Linked DNA regions of Mus musculus: region 2 is linked to region 1. A link is a contact called in public Micro-C data. All regions are on one chromosome and are shown on one strand. The core of a region is the stretch at or near the end of the contact, and the rest is flanking DNA. Distances in the headings are between cores, read along the strand shown.

Region 1 (3,083 bases), core at 580-3,079:
AACACGCTTCCCTTTCCATTCATCATGGCTCCCCAGGCTGCATTCCTGCCCAAGGCTGCACAGGGAGTACCATAATCTAAACCACCTCTAGTTTGGAGGAGGGAATTCCCCAACACAAATGTGATTCAAACTCTCAAGAGAAAGAGACTTTTATTTTTCTTTTTTTCTTTTTTCTTTTTCTTTGTGTGTGTGTGTGTGTGTGTGTGTTTTGTTTTGTTTTTTTTTTTTTTTTGAGACAGGGTTTCTCTGTGTAGCCCTGGCTGTCCTGGAACTCACTCTGTAGACCAGGCTAGCCTCGAAATCAGAAATTGCCTGCTTCTGCCTCCCAAGTACTGGGATTAAAGGTGTGCGCCACCACTGCCCGGCAAGAAAGAGACCTTAACTCACCTCTTGACAAGGAATTCCCCTCTGGCCCTGGAAGGTCACAATTAGGCACCAGGGATGGTCACTTTGACAACAACAAAACACACAAAAAGGCAAAAATAACTCCCAGGTGTCTGTCCCAGCTCCAAAGAGCCAAGTTCTCATTCCGCCTCTTCGCCCCCACCACGCTGCCTTTTCTATCTTTTTGAGACCAGCACTGTGAAGATCTGCATGAGCATCTGCTACCATGAGATCCAGAACCCTTCCGAGCATAGCATCAACGACTACTCTTGAAGAGCACACATTTTCCAACAGCTGATCAACCAATGAAACCTAACCACCCCGAAATCCAGCCAAGCTCCTTCAACAGCAACAGGGGAGTAAAACAAAAACAACAACAACAACAACAAAGGCAGTGTGCCCACTTAGGGCTCGGTTTGGCTCAGGAAAGCAGTCGGCCTATTAACCAGGGCAGCTGCGATCCTTGTACGACTCAGCAAAGACACAGGCTGCCCTGGCCTGCCCCTCCAAGAGACAACCATGGATGCCTCCAGAGCCTGCAGAAAACCCAAAGCCCCAAGACGGCGGCGGAGAGGGCAGCTTCTTCCTTCTCCAAAAAGGGTCCCACTCACCCTCAGGCTAGTCCTCACCTGCAGCCCTGCTTCCGGACCTGCCAATGATCCTCAGCCCCGCCCCCTGCCTCCCCCCGCCCCCGCCCCTACAGGGTTTCCCCAGCCCCGCCCACTGCACCTGTGCTTTTCCCTAGACTCTCCTTGCAGCCCCTCCCATTGCCACCCCATGCCCCGCCCCTCGCACCTGAGCCCTTTCCCCGCCGCTAACCTACACACAGGTTCCCTTTCTGGTCCCAGAGACCTGAGCTCCCTCCAGACCCCACGCCTCGCGCCCAGGCTCCGCCCCCAATCCATCAGGCCGCGGGACCCGCCTCCTGCACCTGCGCCCTTTCCCCCCCAACACCACCACCACCACCACCACCCCCCCCCCCCGCTCCGCCATCTCCCCGACAACCACACGCTGTCATTCGCGTCCCTGGGACCCGAGCTGGCCATGGTCCCGCCCCCCCCTCCAACCCCAAGCCGAGGTCCCACCCTCGAGCCGAGGCCCCGCCCCACCCCCTCCGGCCGGGGATCCCGCCCCGCCCGCCCCCATTCTCCCCCCCCCTCCGCCCCCCGCACCTGCAGCGGCTCGCGCCCAGGGCCCCGCCCCGCCAGCCGCTCCTCTCACCGCTGTAGTCCGGGCTGGTCACCTTGACGAGGGCCGCAGTGGCTGCCACCGCTTCTTCATGGTCTTGCGAGAGGCCCAGCGGCAGCGGCGCCTTCGTTCCGAGACCGGGGCCGGATTGAGGTTGAGCCAGGCGCAAGCTTGAAACGCGAGGCCGACGCGGGAGCCCAGCCGGTGCCCAGCCGCAGTAGGAACCGTCCACTCCTGGGCCTGAGCGGCGGCCGGCTCAGCCAATCGGCGCGCGGCACCATACCAGGGTTCTCCAACCAGCTTGCCGTAGGGGCGGAGACACGCAAATGAACCGGCTGGTTGCACCAGTGCGCAGCCGCTGCAGCAGCGGTCCCCGTTCCCCCCACCCCCCCACCCCCCACCCCACCAGCCGCGGCCTGCGCTTCGGTCTTGCAGACGCTCAGGCTTGCAAGGATGCTCTGCTGTTCTCGTCGGGCTCAGCCGCCCGCCACGCCCACCCCCTGCCTAGAAATAGACTCAGTCTACAAACATCCTTCCAGGCCTCACCCAGTGTCCTTCTTAAATTCCTACCTAGAGTTTATCGTTTTCAACAACAACATCAAAAAAAAAAAAAAAAAAAAAAAAAAAAAAAAAGGCTTTGTGAGCAAGACATCATCACCTTAGTCCCATTCTTCACAAACCTATCCCTAGGTTTCTTTATGTGATTCTAAATCTGTCAAATTGACAATCACAGTCAATCCAATAACACACTTCGAGGTCCTTGAGACTGACCCATGGTTTTCACAACAGGTAAAAGTTAGGCCTGAAGAGGGTCTTGCCCAAGACCATAGCGTTCAAAGCAGGGAGAATGGGCCTGGAAGCTGTCTCCCTGCACCCAGACCCTTTTATGGCTGGGCCAGGCAAACGCAGTGAGTAGAGCTTAAATCATCTGGCTTAAAGGCAGAGATACTAAGTTACAAAGACCGTGGAAGCCAGTGGGTGGCTGTGAATCCCTAAAGTCAGAACCACAGCAAAATTCTGTTACGCCTACAAGAGAAAGGAGGGTAGGATGCTCTTTGGACTTGTAGACAAGATCATTTTGATAACGTAATTTTTGCTGCTATGGCGTCGCTTATGGAAAGATTTAGATACTGCACTATTTAAAAGAAGAGGGAGAGGAAAACAAGAGAATCAGCAGAAATTAAACCACTTTAAGAGTGAGGTGAGGGAATAGGGGATCTCTGAGGCAAACGTCTGCTATTTTGCATGAAGAACACAGTGATGCCCGAAGGATAGTCTTAAACTGTTTCCCTTAGATAAAACAAGAGATGCATGGTGTGAGGATTCTTTTAGAAAATTTGGAATCCAGAGAGGCTGAGAGCTGAGCGCAAGCTTGAGGAAGCTTGGGTAGATGGCTATAAAGTTAGGAGTGATGGTCTAGCGTAAAGTGGAGTGCTCAGGACACGCATAAGAAAATGGACGTAGCCAGGCGGTGGTGGCGCTCGCCTTTAATCCCAGCACTTGGGAGACAG
Region 2 (3,108 bases), core at 590-3,089, 97 kb after region 1:
TTCAGGTGGTAGAGGCAAGAGTATCTCAGAGTTTGAGGCCATCCTGTCTGTATAGAGAGATCTTGTCTCAAAAAACCAAACCAAACCAAACTAAACCAAACAAAAAAACCAAATGCTGGGGAAATGACCTTAAGGCAGGTAAGTTTTATAAAACAGAAACAAACAAACAAAGCCAAAAAAAAAAAAAAAAATCCAAGAAAACTAAAAAGGCCTAGCCTGTGAAAAAAGACCAGAACACTTTCTACTCTAATAAGGAGTATCTTTCCAGTTTTACAAGCTCTTGGCATGTCAAAGGTAATGTGTTTCTCAAGCTGCCCCTCAGTAGATCTCTGCACTGACTCCAGAGGGGCCGGGAGGGAGGGGAAAACTGCTGCTACAAGATTGAAAGGAACTCCACATCAGCTGAACCTGCTGCTGGGAAGGGCTTGGCTTGCATTGCTACAAAGGATTCAACTAAATGTTGCAAACCAGAGTTAGTTATGTAGCATTCACACTGTTGTGCACAAACCATTTCTAGAACGTTCTTTCCATCTCTTAAAACTCTGTATCCACTGAGGCAGCCTACTTGACTCAGGCACTTGATAAAATATGTTTCATCTCCTGTCTATTCCAGATACACTCCACTCCAAAAGTTTCAGTGTTCCTCCCTATGGTGTCTCTGTCTCAGACAATACTTTGGAAACAAGCAGGGAATGGATTCCTATTAGGTTTCTAAGTTCTTCAGTAAACTGCTCCTAGAACTCTGCTACTGTGCTAAGTTAAGGGTCTCAGAGGCAGATGGAAGTCTAGTCCTTCCTAAGCCTGTAGATGCTGGCCTGGTTAAACAGAGCAGCTCCAAACAGCCCTGGAGGCCACCCAGGGTTTCTGGAAAGAGCAAAGAGTTGTGGAGACCTGCGCAAACCACTGCCTAGATCCTGAGATGGGCCTTCACCGTGAAAGCAGTAGCTCCTGACACTTTATTAGGTTTGGTGACACTTGTCAGAACTGAGACCAGACTGTGATCGGGCCACTGGTAATGGTGCCCGGCCAGGGGAGTTTTACAGGGTCATGAGTCACCTTCCATGGCTCAGAGGTCCAGGCAAGGCCCGCCCTGCCTAAACAAACTCAGTTGGGAAGGAGAGAACAAGAACACAACATTGGCAGAGAGAGAGAGAGAGAGAGAGAGAGAGAGAGAGAGAGAGAGACAGACACACACACACACACACAGAGAGACAGACAGACAAATGACCAAGAAGTCAGTGTGACTTTCGGGCCCTGAACCAGAGGGCGGCCCGAGGGGGCAGAAGCAGAGTCAAAAAACACTGAGGCAAGGGAGGAGACAGAGGTAAAGACAAAGTCCAAAGGTTGTCACCACCAAAGATGCAAAGTATAAACTCCAGCTGACAAGAGGCCAGGTGAGGACAAAACAGGTGACAACGGTCTGACAAAGAGGCGAAACTCAGGGCAGCGAGGTTCTCCTTCGCGGCGTCGGTTCGTGCGTGGGTGGCTCGACCCGGAGGTCGCCCCGGGGGCGGATTCTCCAAGAGCTCCAGGCGGCGGTGCACCTGCCGCGGGGTGACCTTGGCCAAGAGGTCGCCCGGGAGGCCGCAGGACTCTAAGCCGGGGCGCCGGGGCTTCGGAGTCACTCGCGCCGTCCCGCATCACCGCCGTCGGAGGGAGAGCAGTGTCCCGTGTCGCGGCCACTCGTGACCCCGACCGCGACCTCCCGCGCGAGCGCCCAGCCTCCCCGCCCCGCAGTACCTTCAGACGGCTCCGCGCCCGTAGCTCCAGCCTACCGGAGCGTCCCCGTTGCCGTACCAAGGCCTTATTCTCCGCCGCCACCGCGGGGACAACTTCCGCCCGAGCCTCTCGTCCCTCGGATACGCTTTCTGATCCCGCCCTCGAAATTGCCAGTGCTTCCGGAGGCGTGTCGTCGACGCTGGGATGTGCGCATGCTCCAGGCGTGCTTTCGGGGCGGGTCTTCAGGAGAGCACGCGCAGGGTACTGGCGTCTGCGCAATGGTCTCGAAGAGTGAGATAATTTCGAGTTCGTAGCTCTGGAAGCCTTAGTGGAAGACTGACTCTTGCAATTTATACGCTCACCCCACCACCACCACCACCACCAAAAAAAAAAAAAAAAAAAAAAAGTAATAACATTTCAAGATGGCTTTAAGTTGGACTTAAATCCACTCGTACCTGCACCTGCTGAGTATCAGGATTGCAAGGATGTGTTCCCCATAGTTGGTGTAGGGTGGATACACAAGCTGGACCCGACACACATTTGTGTCTTAGGTCAGTTTCCCAGGTGTGCGCCTACTTCTTTTTTGTTTTTTTGTTTGTTTTGTTTTGTTTTCTTTCTCTCTCTCTCTCTTTTTTTTTTTTTTTTTGGTTTTTTCGAGACAGGGTTTCTCTGTATAGCTCTGGCTGTCCTGGAGCTCACTTTGTAGACCAGGCTGGCCTTGAACTCAGAAATCCGCCTGCCTCTGCCTCTGCCTCTGCCTCTGCCTCTGCCTCCCAAGTACTGGGATTAAAGGCTTGCGCCACCACCGCCCAGCTTGCACGCCTACTTCTTGGTTGGGCTCTGGAACTCAGCCGTATTTAGAGAGGAGGTTGGGACTCCCCGAGAGAATTATTCAAAGAAATTCTGGGAGGGCTGGAAAAATGGCTCAATAGTTAAGACTACTCATTTCTCTTCCAGGGGACCTGTGTTCAATTTCAAGCACCCAACTGGTGGCACACAGCCTCCCTAACTCCAGTTCCAGGTTATCTGTCTCCCTCTTCCGGCCTCCACTGACACCAGGCAGGCAAACAGTACCCAGACTTGTGTGCAGGCAAAACACACATACACATTAAAAAAAAAAATTTTTTTTTAGAAGTTCGGGGAAACAAAACGAAAGAAAACAAATACTGAAGCACAGAACTGGGAACAGGTGCGGAACATCTTGCTAGGGGAAAAAACGTGGGGATTAAGGGAATGGCTCAGTTGGTAAATCCTTTACAAAGCATTGCAACTTAAGGACCTGAATTCACTCCCAGAACCATATAAAAATAGCAGGTGTGGTGGCAGGATTTTAACGCCAGTGCTGTGGAGGCAGGGATCAGTGAGTTTCAGAATAACAGAGAACCTGCC

Evidence for each region. A called contact is a pair of places that touch in the nucleus more often than the background predicts.
Region 2: a Micro-C map of embryonic stem cells shows a contact between it and region 1, with 5 times the contacts expected there. The contact joins the promoter of Zbtb43 here to the promoter of Ralgps1 in region 1. A contact is called at or near these places in 8 of 39 promoter capture datasets (cranial neural crest, erythroid cells, frontonasal cranial neural crest and 5 more), 9 of 484 Hi-C or Micro-C datasets (CD4 T cells, CD8 T cells, LSK cells and 5 more), 5 of 115 datasets of contacts at active chromatin or transcription factors (effector CD8 T cells, embryonic stem cells and memory CD8 T cells) and 3 of 9 other capture datasets (adipose tissue, liver and pancreatic islet).

Annotation. Positions count from the first base shown.
Region 1 is chr2:33,369,665-33,372,747 of GRCm38.p6, forward strand. Ralgps1 (Ral GEF with PH domain and SH3 binding motif 1) reads right to left here and starts at 1,830. Exons shown (of 20, transcript NM_175211.5): 1 at 1,606-1,830.
Region 2 is chr2:33,466,693-33,469,800 of GRCm38.p6, forward strand. Zbtb43 (zinc finger and BTB domain containing 43) reads right to left here and starts at 1,840. Exons shown (of 3, transcript NM_001025594.1): 1 at 1,741-1,840.